Linked DNA regions of Mus musculus: all the other regions are linked to region 1. The links are chromatin contacts, called in public promoter capture Hi-C maps. All regions are on one chromosome and are shown on one strand. The core of a region is the stretch at or near the end of the contact, and the rest is flanking DNA. Distances in the headings are between cores, read along the strand shown. Region 1 holds the start of Plscr2 (phospholipid scramblase 2). Region 2 has its middle 20 kb from the start of Slc9a9. Region 3 holds the start of Tbc1d2b (TBC1 domain family, member 2B). Region 4 has its middle 29 kb from the start of Gm39404.

The links. Promoter capture Hi-C pulls out the DNA fragments that hold promoters and counts their contacts.
Region 2: a contact with region 1 is called in a promoter capture Hi-C map of hippocampal neurons, with 5 times the contacts expected there. The contact joins the enhancer-like site here to the promoter of Plscr2 in region 1. A contact is called at or near these places in 5 of 39 promoter capture datasets (cranial neural crest, hematopoietic stem and progenitor cells, hippocampal neurons and 2 more) and 2 of 9 other capture datasets (adipose tissue and liver).
Region 3: a contact with region 1 is called in a promoter capture Hi-C map of liver, with 2.5 times the contacts expected there. The contact joins the promoter of Tbc1d2b here to the promoter of Plscr2 in region 1. A contact is called at or near these places in 4 of 39 promoter capture datasets (hematopoietic stem and progenitor cells, hippocampal neurons and liver).
Region 4: a contact with region 1 is called in a promoter capture Hi-C map of pre-B cells, with 5 times the contacts expected there. The contact joins the enhancer-like site here to the promoter of Plscr2 in region 1. A contact is called at or near these places in 5 of 39 promoter capture datasets (the 3T3-L1 cell line, the C10 cell line, cranial neural crest and 2 more).

Annotation. Positions count from the first base shown.
Region 1 is chr9:92,274,305-92,277,004 of GRCm38.p6, forward strand. It overlaps Plscr2 (phospholipid scramblase 2), which reads left to right and starts at 1,298. Exons shown (of 8, transcript NM_008880.3): 1 at 1,298-1,709.
Region 2 is chr9:94,648,835-94,651,534 of GRCm38.p6, forward strand. No RefSeq gene overlaps it. Among named protein-coding and RNA genes, the nearest start is that of Slc9a9, 20 kb to the right of the region's middle. Within about 2 kb of position 1,362, at least 9 of the 459 cell types and tissues checked have an H3K27ac peak or open chromatin away from gene starts, as enhancers often do. A contact at or near this core is called in hippocampal neurons, where this site is marked.
Region 3 is chr9:90,269,452-90,272,151 of GRCm38.p6, forward strand. Tbc1d2b (TBC1 domain family, member 2B) reads right to left here and starts at 1,318. Exons shown (of 13, transcript NM_194334.2): 1 at 901-1,318. The coding sequence starts at 1,260.
Region 4 is chr9:94,612,819-94,615,518 of GRCm38.p6, forward strand. No RefSeq gene overlaps it. Among named protein-coding and RNA genes, the nearest start is that of Gm39404, 29 kb to the left of the region's middle. Within about 2 kb of position 1,278, at least 30 of the 459 cell types and tissues checked have an H3K27ac peak or open chromatin away from gene starts, as enhancers often do. A contact at or near this core is called in pre-B cells, where this site is marked.

The DNA of each region.
Region 1 (2,700 bases), core at 48-2,547:
ACCCTCTTTGAGGCCCTTGGTTTAGGCTGACTGGTTTTCACCTCTGATCAAGGGTGAGGAAGAAGCCTTTCATTATGTAGTCATGGCTCCCCCGCTCCCCCCCCCCCTTTGTCTGCCTATCAGGAGCTCTACTAGTCCCTCTCTAGAATTTTTATCTGTTGAGGAGTTTTTAAAAATTCTGTAGTCATTTTGTGGGGAGCAGTGAAGGGAGGCAGGAGAAACAGTCCAGCTTTGTGTGAAAGAAAAGCGAACTCAGGAAGTGAGGTGTCTGATGATTAACAAGTACACTTAAAGTTTAGACTTTACTGTGGTTGAGAGGTCACGAAAGCACTGAAAAGGGAGAGTCCAGAGTGCACCACACAGACAGGCTGAGCTGGGCCATGTGAGGAGAGGGGAGGGGAAGAGGAAGGCAGTAGAAGGGAGATAAGAGATGGTCTGCCAACTAAGGAGGGGATAGCCGGGGACAAGAGACTGGCCAAGAGGGTAAAGGATAGACCAAAAAACAAAACAAAACAACAACAACAAACCAAACAAACAAGGAAAACACCTAAAAAACAACAACCACAAACCAAACAAAAAGCAAGGCAAACCAAAAAAACATCCAGGTAACTTACATGATTGGATTTTATAGGGAAGAGCAGCCCAGCCTGTTGGCTGGAGGAGAATTTAGGGTACCAAACCAAATATGGCAGTCAGGCCCTGAAACGGGTAGGGAGTGAGGGATGCAGGGAGAACCAGGTAGCCAGCATTCAATTTCATATGTTAATGGAACTCAGCCCTTTGTCTCTGGTTTGAGACCTACTAAAGAGACTATTTCCAGCTTTTGTACTCAAGCTTGCATACTCTTCTCAATGACTAGAACATCTACAAGACATATATGTTAAAATTAGACTCTGCCTCCAGGTAGACAAAACACAAGCAGTCTTGTGGGTTTGGCTTGATATGACTAGCTGTTGCATCTGGAGAGCACTCTGGGTTGCCGTTCTGGTGCCATGAATATCGAGTGGCAGTATTTAATAAAGCCTCTTATTAAAACTTACCTGTGGTGGTGGTGAATCTCGGAGTGACCCCAGACCCATAACAGTCATAGGGAGACTCCGTCTCAAAGAGGCTCATTCACCTGAATGTGAACAACTGTCCCAAGATTGTGACAAAAATATAATAAGGAAAAATAATATTGGTGGTCCTACCGGCTCCTGCTGGTACTCAGTAGAAGAAGTTAGGCATTTGAGAACTATCGGGATATGCACTCTGACTCTCCTAACACAAAACAAAACAAAACAAAACAAGAAGGAAGGGAAAGCATTCCTGAGTCTCCTTTTGAATCAGTGCCAGCATTTGAAGAATGCAGTGGAGGTCAGAGTAAAGGGAATGCCAGTAAGTGTTCCTTTGGCGTTCCAGAACTGTGCACAGACCAGATATTCATTTCTACTGAGAGCCTCTGCCAGGAGCAGCTAACAATTCTCAAAGGACTTAGAACTCAGACAGGGTTTCAATTTGGTTGCGTATCTTTCCAGTCAGGAAAAGGAAATCTAAAGACTCAGGAAACAAAACCTAAACTGCCTCAAAGTCCAGGTGCTTTTTCTCCCTGACTTTAGTCTAGTGGAGTAGTGCAGCACCTATGCCTTTCTGAGAGGAGTCTGGAGAGCTGAGTCGCTGCTGGTGCTAGGATTCTAGGAATTCGCCTCACTTGGAGCTGCATGAGAAAGGTAAGCCAGATGCCCTCTAAAGAGATCCATGACCTTCACCGGACCCAGAACTTTTATAAGCCCTGCGAAGAGAAATCTGAGGGTGGAGATTTAAGCTGGAAGTTAGGAAAGGTGACCAAGAAGGTGACTGGGAAGGGGAGGTGGGCACACGGGCAAGGGAAGTACCTCTGCCTGGAGAGGTAAAATGTAGTTCAGTCAGGTTTGTCTGTGGGCAGGTAGGAGTTTCGGGTTATTTTCCTGTATCTTGTAACAAGCAGCCAGCCAGTTATTCACTTGTCCAGTGGATATTGCCTTTATGTGTTCTATTTCTTTCCATTTCAAGCCTCTTGGTTGTAAACAAAATTTCCTGTTTTATTAGGAGAAGGCTCTTAACTTATTGGAGGTCAGAGGCACCTCTTGTACTTTTGTAAAACAAACAAACAACCCCGTTAATTTTAGACACAAAGAGGCCGAAAGTACAGCGACTCCTCATGACTGAGTAATCAGACTTTGACAGCTGGCAGTTGGAACCAGTACCTGGGAGGTCTCACACATACGTTCAAGAGTAACTTGGCCCAGATAGCTCACCTCCAAGGGCCACTCTCAAAAGACAGTTATAGCTATAAACCATATTATTTAACAAGCAAGTGGAGTACCCGCATATCTATAGACAAAGCAGGAGCGTTAAGGCCAGTAATTGTTCTTATCGGTTTTAGTTAGACACACATTCCCTTTTAAGAGGGTGTTTTGAGAGTCTGCTTGCCTCTTTCTTGCAGCATATTTTATTAACCTTTTACGAATATCATTTCTGGTCTAGTGACTGCTATTACCTTATGCCTCTGCTTGTTATCCCCCTGGCCAGAGTCTATACCATTTGTACAGGGTGCTTTAAGCCAGGAGCTATGCCACTTATGATACCAAATGAGAAGATAATGGAGTTGCATATGCCATAAATAATACCTGGGAAGTAGTAGATGGCTCTTTTCTACTTATTTTTCTCCTACCTAGCATC
Region 2 (2,700 bases), core at 112-2,611, 2.4 Mb after region 1:
TCGAGCAAGTGAGACCGTTCAGGGTGGCTTTCACCCACCTTATAATACTAGATAAGTTTATAAGCTATCATCACATATTTCCACAGCTCTGAGAAACTGGATTTTGAATAGCTACCATTTGTCAAAAGGACTTTCTTCATCAAAGCATGGGGGGGCATCCCTGAGACTCTCCACTGACCTTGGCCCCTTTTCCCTGTGGCTTCCCTCCAAGCAAGTCAGAAGGATGTACTTGGGAAGAAACAAAACCATAGCAACAATAAAATATCCACATTGCTGTCTGTGGTAGTTTGAATGAGATGTCTCCCACAGTCTCAAGCACTTGAACACCTGGTCCCTAATTGATGAAGCTGTTTGAGAGATTTAGGAGTCATTTAGGATTTGTTGGAGGAAATATGACAGGAGAGGTGGGATTTGAGAGTTTAAAGACTCTCACCATGTCTAGTTCACTTTCTGCTTGGTTTTTTAAATTCAAAAATGAGTTGTCTGCCTGCTGTTCCAAGCCATTATGCCCACCATGATTGGCTCCCATCTGCCATCCTAGACTCTAACCCTCTGAGACTGTAAGCCCAAATAAACTCTTCCCAAATAAAAGACAATAGACTGTTTTGTCTTGGTGTTATCATAGCAACCGAAATGTAACTGATATACTTTCTAATTTTCTTACCTTTTCAGTGGTCATGTGATTCAGGGCTAGAAGAATGGTTTGTGAGGTAAATTTTGTTAAAAAACAAACAAACAAACAAAACAAGCAAAAAAAGGAATAAATATAGTTAGATTCCTTCCTTTCCATCTCATACCTTCACAATAAGTATGTCTTGAGGAGCTGTAGCAGCCATTTTGAGATCAGGAAGTGACACGCCAATTCATCAAGGATTATAAAGGAAAAATATACAGTGACATTGGCTATTTGATGTTGCTATGGAATCAACATCTTCCCTTGGTGTCTTACCCCAGAATCTTCATTACATGAGAGTAATATTAATAAATACTTCTTTATATAAATAAGAAGTATTTGTAGGGTATTCTTTTAGTCCCATTTCAAGAAAATACAGTTGTGCCTTGTAATCTCCCTGAATTGGTTCTAAAATCCTGCCCTGCCCAGCCACCTAGATAGCAAAATCTTTGACTCTTTGATTAGACTGGATCATCTGATGGCATGATATAACTTGTGCTTATGCTCCTATGTACAAATCATCTCTGGATTGCAGATAGTAGCTAATTCAATGTAAAATATCTGTGAGTGGTTAGGCTGAATCCTTGGGGCACAATGACAAAGAAAAAAGCCTATACATGTTCAGTGCAGATGCTTTTCTAAAAAAAGAATATCTCAATCTTAGAGTGCTTGAATCCACAGCCGTGCAGCCCACACACTGGGAGTGCTGGCTCTGTATTATTTATACCACCCAGGGTTTTTTCTTAGGAACACAACAAGACAACTGCCACAAGAGAACATTGAGCATCATAAAATGAGAACTAATTTTAAAGTCTCTTTTTAAAGGAATCAGATGGTTTTCTGAGAAGCTCAGGTAGGAGACATTTCACAGGCATGCTCCATGATAAAATGGGATGTGTCACATGCTCCTTTCCGCAGCACACAAAAGCTGTTGTGTCCCTAAATCATTAATAACCAGTTAGTGTTTTCAAAGCACTTGGCCATCTTTTCATGTTTCCTCCTCAGGATCTCTGTAGCAGATTGTAAATCTCATCTAACAATGGAAGAACTGAGAGCAAGGCTTTTCAAAGGCTCTCTCAGGAATGGGCCGGTGGCAGACTCAGAACTAAAACTCAAAGAACTTTGCATACTCTTGTAGTTGGTTTTCTCTGGTAAGTCTAATCTGACATGGCCCAAGGAAGAGCCATAGTTAAAAAATGTTTCATCTCCTATGTATATTTAAAATAAAGTTCATATACGTGTATGAAAATGTTATGATAAACCCATCATTATATATAAAATGACTGTACAAGACGGCAAAGGAAAGGGGAAAATGGCTTCTTAATATGCAGACAACTCTGCCCAAAATTGCCATGCTGGATGTGATATCATATTTCCTGCTTTCTGGAAGCACTAGGCAATGAGAAATGAAGGGTTGATCTTTTGATATTACATTTTCTTAAAGTAGACAATGAAGAAAATAGCTCATTGTCAGAACAGAATGAAGGTTTTTCCTTACTTTTAGACAAACAAACAACAAATTGCGGAATTATTTCTCAGACCACACCTGAAGTTCCAACACGGCAGGGGGTGGGGGAAGCTGAGGAAAGAGGATCATGTGGTAAGACCCTCAAAGAGCTATTTTTGATTAAAAAATATGCATTCAGAAGTACAGAGCTCAGAATACACCCCTGTCTTCTGAAACCCAAGAAAATGTTCTGGAAGTTCAATAATGATCTGATTGACGAAACAGAAACGTGGCCTTTAATTATTCTAGTTTCAAGAATAAATTCATGCATTTCAAAGCTTCACATTAGTAAGATTTATGTGATATGAGTTCAAAAGGGGAAAATGGGGAGGGGGTTGCTCAGATGGAAACACAAAGAGCCCTAATTAAGCATGCCTTGTTGCTATCTTTGTTTCCAAATGGAAAGACCTGGAGGCAAGAACCCTGTGTCCCTGCTCTGCCACCTCCTTGGTGTGAGAGTTTGAAGACATCCTTCCTCTTCACATTCAATGACTGTCCTGGGCACAATGATGAGGCTCTT
Region 3 (2,700 bases), core at 68-2,567, 2.0 Mb before region 1:
TGTGGCTCTGGAGAAAGCCCAGCTTGCAAGACGGAAGAGAAGCCAGAAAAAGGAGGGTGGAGACTCAGGGAACCAAGCGGGGAGCAAGGCCCAGAGTGAGAGGCAGCCCAGCCCTAGGCCAGGGGTCCAGGCCCTTGGGTGCTCCAAACAGGACCATTCCTAGGAGATGTCAAGGTCCTGGCCTTTAGAACTCTCAGCAACAGGGAAATGCTGCCCCGGGACTGGTGACCATTGCCAAGCCTCCAATACTCAAATCTCTCTGGGGAAGCCTAAGGAAGCCTCCCATAAGCTGAAGCAACCCCTCCCACCTTTTCCAAGAAGCAAGAGTGGGCACTGCTGGAGTACCCCGACCTCTCTAGAGGGGGCTGTGGCAAATTAGTTCCCGGGGCCCTGGTATCACTTGCCTCTGGCTATAGCACTCAATGTACCATATTTACTAAACACTTGAGAGTGGAAACCACTTAATCCCAATACTGTTGTCCCCACTTTACAGAGCAGGCAGCTGAAGCACAGAGGGGTCTTTCAGAGGACCCAAGGTCACAGGAGGAGTTATAAATTAGGCAGGGATGGAGGGTGGAAGCCTGCAACTGTGGGAGGGTCTCCCACAGCATCCAAGGAATGGTGAGCGTGGACACAGGAGGGAAGCGAGGAAAGGCGTATCGGGAGATAATGGGTCAAAGTGTCAAAAGATTAGCTGTGTAACCCCCAACCCTGACTCAGCCTCATAGTCCAAGCACAGGTAAAGGGCAAAAAAAGATAAGAATGAGGAAGGAATCAGAGTAGGCAGTGGCAAAGAGAGGCTTGGGCAGGACAGGAGGAGGCCTTTGGGACAAGGAAGGAAGGTGGAGGGGGAAATCTGCTGACGGGACACGAGTGGGCACCGGGGCGCGATCGTCCCACCTTGAGCACGGTGACTGCACCGGCGCTGTGCACCTGGAAGTGTGTGGGCGGATCTGCTCCGGGCTCCGCAGCCTCATCGCGGCCCTGGTAGCTGAAGCAGGCGTCGGCGATGTCCAGGTGGCCGAGCGGCAGAGCGTCCTGGGGACTCTTGAAGTAGTAGAGGTAGCAGCGGCGCGAGTCAAACACGAACCAGCGGCTGCGGTAGCCGCGCAACGGGCCCTTGCCCGACAGCTTCTGCAGGTAGCCGCACAGCCGCGAGGGCTCCCGTCCCGCCACCGCCCCAGCCTCCGAGCCTGTTCCCGGTACCGCTCCCTCACCACCACTGCAGCTCTCCTCCACGCCGTCCCCGGCCCCCGGCATGGCCTGCCGCCGGCGCCCGCGCCCGCGCTCCCGCCCCGCGCTCCTCCGGGCCGCCGCCGCAGCGCCCACCTCCCCGCGCCGCGCCCTCCGCAGGGCCGTGGCGCGCTGAGCAGCCTGGGACTTGTAGTCCCGCCCCCGCCGCGCCCCCGCAGCGTGGGTAGCCTGGGTTCTTTAGCGATCCAGGCTAGCTCCACCCGTCCTCTACTAGTTGTTTTTTTGGGCATTCAAGGTCCGCCCTATCCCGGGAGAAAAAGTTCTGTTTCTTTATGCGAGCGTGGATTCCACGAGTGGGTTTCTAAAAAAAAACTAAGGAAAGTCTACTTAACACTGCCCTGAACTCCGAATAAGCTTTGATTTTAAAATCCGTGTCCAGCCAGTCATAGGCTCATACTACGAAAATGAGAGCGCCTGTTGCCTGGTACAGAGTGGGTGTTCGGTAAATATTTGTAGAGTTTGTGAATGGAAGCCAAAGTATGTACTGCCTCTCTACATCCTGGTTTGTTCACTGAATGAAAAAAAATTTATGGAGGGCGTTCTGTGTAGGATTCACACACTGGAGACTTGGCAGTGACTTCCTAGCCTCATGGAGATTATATTCTAATAAAGCACAACAATAATTCACACATTTTAAAAGGCAAACAAATAGAAGTTGTTTTGCTGCACAAATGCCCTTATGACCTGGAAATAAGGATGGTTGCTTAAAATACCACTGTGCTGGTAGTGTTTTGTTGTCTTGACCCAAGCTATAGTCCTTTGGGAAAAAGGAATTTTAATTGGGGGGGGGGGGAAGCTGGCAAGTCTGGGAGGCATTTTCTTGATTGATGATTGATGTGGGAGGGTCCAGCCCACTGTGGACCGTGCCACCCCTGAGCAGGTGGTCCTGGATGAAGTAAGAAAGCAGGCTGGGGAAACAGTGACGGGCGAGTCATAAGAGGGCAAGCTGTGTGGAGCAGTCCTCCATAGTTCCTGCTTCCAGGTTCCTGCCTTTTGGTCATGGTTCTTTATTACAGCAATAGAGACCCTAACTATAAGACATCACTTGCCAGTGATTACTTGAGGGTGTCGGGAATGTAGGACTGAGACAAGCTCTCTCCACATAGCCTGGGCTGGCACTGAGCCTTGGATATCTTCCTGCCTCCACCTCCCAAGTGGTAGGATTACAGGAATGTGCTAGCCCCACCCAGCTTCCTAGTACTTCCTGTATCAACTTATTTGAACCCTCAGAACAACCTCACAAGGTGTTTTTAAGTGCTTAACAAAACAAAACATAGTAAAAGGATGGAGTTTGTAAAGGAAGATGAAGGTAAGCTACTTTTGTAGGTTGGTCAGAGGAGGCAGATCTTAAGAAGTGAGCAGAGACCTACGTCAGATGGGAGGGGGAACGGTAACTAGAGACTGAGGAGGGGAACAGCATTCCAGGCGAAGGAAGGATGAGTACAA
Region 4 (2,700 bases), core at 28-2,527, 2.3 Mb after region 1:
CTCTCAGGAGCGTGAACACCCATCAATCACTACTCCTCTTTCTTCAAGCTCATAAACAAAAACCAGTGCAAAGGTTCTTGATGCCTAACCTTCACTTCAAACAAGGCAAGGCTTCTGTTGGATAGTACACCAAGGTTCCAACTCTGCCTGTTTAATGCTCACACACACACACACACACACACACACACACACTAAGCATTAGTTGGCTAGGTGGTGGTTTGAATAAGAATGGCCCTATATTTTATAGGCTATATTGCCTATATTTTATAGGCTCATATATTGGAATATGTGGTCCAAGGTTGGCGGGGCTGCTTGGGAAGGATTATGAGGTGTGACGTGGTTGGAGAAAGTATGTCACTGGGGACTTTGAGATATCAAAAGGACTCCCACCGGTACCAGAACGCATGATCTACCCCATCCTTGTTATTGTTGTCATTCAAGACAGTAGCTCTCAGTTGTTCCTTTGTTCCACTGCCATAGACTCTAATTCTCCGAAACCTTAAGCCAAATTAAATACTTTCTTTTTAAAGTTGCATTTGTCATGGTGTTGGATCACAGCAATAGAAAAGTAGCTGAAGCAGTTGGAAAACACATATTAAAGTCTATGAAAGAAGCTGGGCGTGGTGATACATTCCAGTAATCCCAGTATTTATGAAGGAGAATTGGGAGTTAGGGTCATCCTCACCTAAATGGCCATATTGAGCTACATTAGACCCTATCTCAAGATGAAATAAAATAAAATAAAATAGTATAACATAAAATAAAAAATATCCAGGCATATTGCTTCATGCCTATTGTCCTAGCACTTGTAGGTAGAGACAAGACAATCTACAGTTCAAGGTCAGCTTGATCTTTATAGTAAGACTCTGTCTCATAATAATAATGATAATGATAATAATAATAATAGTTAATGAAATACATACCCATCTGCCAGAATATCCAGTATCCCAGGTAAATAAAGGAAGTAAACAAAGGAAATTAAAGAATCGTGTTTAGAAGTCAAGACAGGTGTTAAACTCACTGTGTAAAGACGGAAAAGTGTGGATTCTAAGCATTTTACTAGATGAGTAGCACACACTGAACAAACATGCTTATCAGCTGGATCGTGAGTGTGATGTTGCACTCTATCTTTCCTGTGGCTTTCTAATTCTATAAGAGAAGAAGGTTGACGTCTTTTACTCAGGCATCCATTTACATGGCACTGAGGATAAGAGAGATGGAGAGAATGCAGATGTCAGGCATGCTTGGTACCATGTGCAGAGAGAGACCCCTGCTGGAACATTTTTATCTCTGTAGTTGAGAAAGTCTAAATCAACCCCCGGAGACTGTAGGATAAAAGAGATAGCCATGACTCTGCAGGTTTTAAGTCTGAACATTTTTTTTTGTCCCATGATAGAAAATATTTAACTTCACACACACACACACACACACACACACACACACACACACAAACACACACATCTTTAACAAGGCAGGACTTAGAGATTTCAGGTTTTGGTTTTTATTTCCTTTTTGATCTCCCCGCTTGAGAAACAAAACAGAAGGATCTGACTTTAACGTCCCAGCCCGAGCTACTATTTCTCTGGTGGGATGCCACAGCCCCTCCCCTCATTTCCTAAGCACTGTTGTCAAGCTTGGCTATTCTTCAGCACTGTGTGGGAGTATGCCCCTGGAGGTGGCTATGGACTCCATTGTGGACTAGTGTCACTTAGCCACATTTGCCATGGTGAGATCAGATGAATTCTAATGGTCTGTATCCTACAACTGACCTTACTAGGATCCTCTGAGGGATGCTGTTGGAATTTGGAGTTATACATTATGAGAGCTGAGTTTCCAGGCAGTCAGGCCCTGGAATAAAGAGCTCCTTACCAAAACACTGACCCGAGAGACCTTACTAGAGTTAGTGATAGATATAGAGTATGTTACCCAGCATGCAGTGGGAAGTGATGCTAGACCAGATCCTGCTCGGGCTCTCCAGCTTTGGTAAAGTGTTTGCCACGGATTCCTTAGGCAGAAGGCATGCACAGCATATTGGAATGTAATTTGACTTGCCTCTATCCCTGCACTTTCTGTTTCCCAAGTAAAATGCTATTTAAAAAAAAAAAAAAAGTCCTCTTTTCCCTTACCCAGAATGCTACATGTTCACATTCCTTCCTCCTTCACTTGGACCACACTTAAATCACTAGGTTCTACTAATGACTGGTTCTGGTTTTATATACTTGCGATTTCTTCATTTGCTTGCTTATATTTTATTGAAATATAACAAATCTACATGTATGAGAGATATATATGTGATATTTTGATGCATGCATTCAAGCTACAATGACAGGCATAATCATATTTCTATCACTTTGAACACTTATTATTTCTCTGTGCTGTCGTCATCCAAAGCCCCCTTTTCTAGCTACTTTAAAGCTGTCCTACATTTACCCCACTACGCAATAGGACACTAGAATTCTCTCTCCCTTCTGTACTCGGGTACTCATTATCCACCCTATCTCCACCCCTCACCCTGTCCTCACTTCGTGACATGCTGTGCGTTCTTTCTTCCTAGCTTCCGGAGTATGCCGGGGTGACCAGTGATGGCTGCCAAAACTTTCCACTGGACAACTGCACTTATCTAAGGATTGCCATATCTAGCATGAAAATATTCCATGTCCGTTGTTGGTGCATTTGAGGCTGAAATTCCAAAAATAGCAC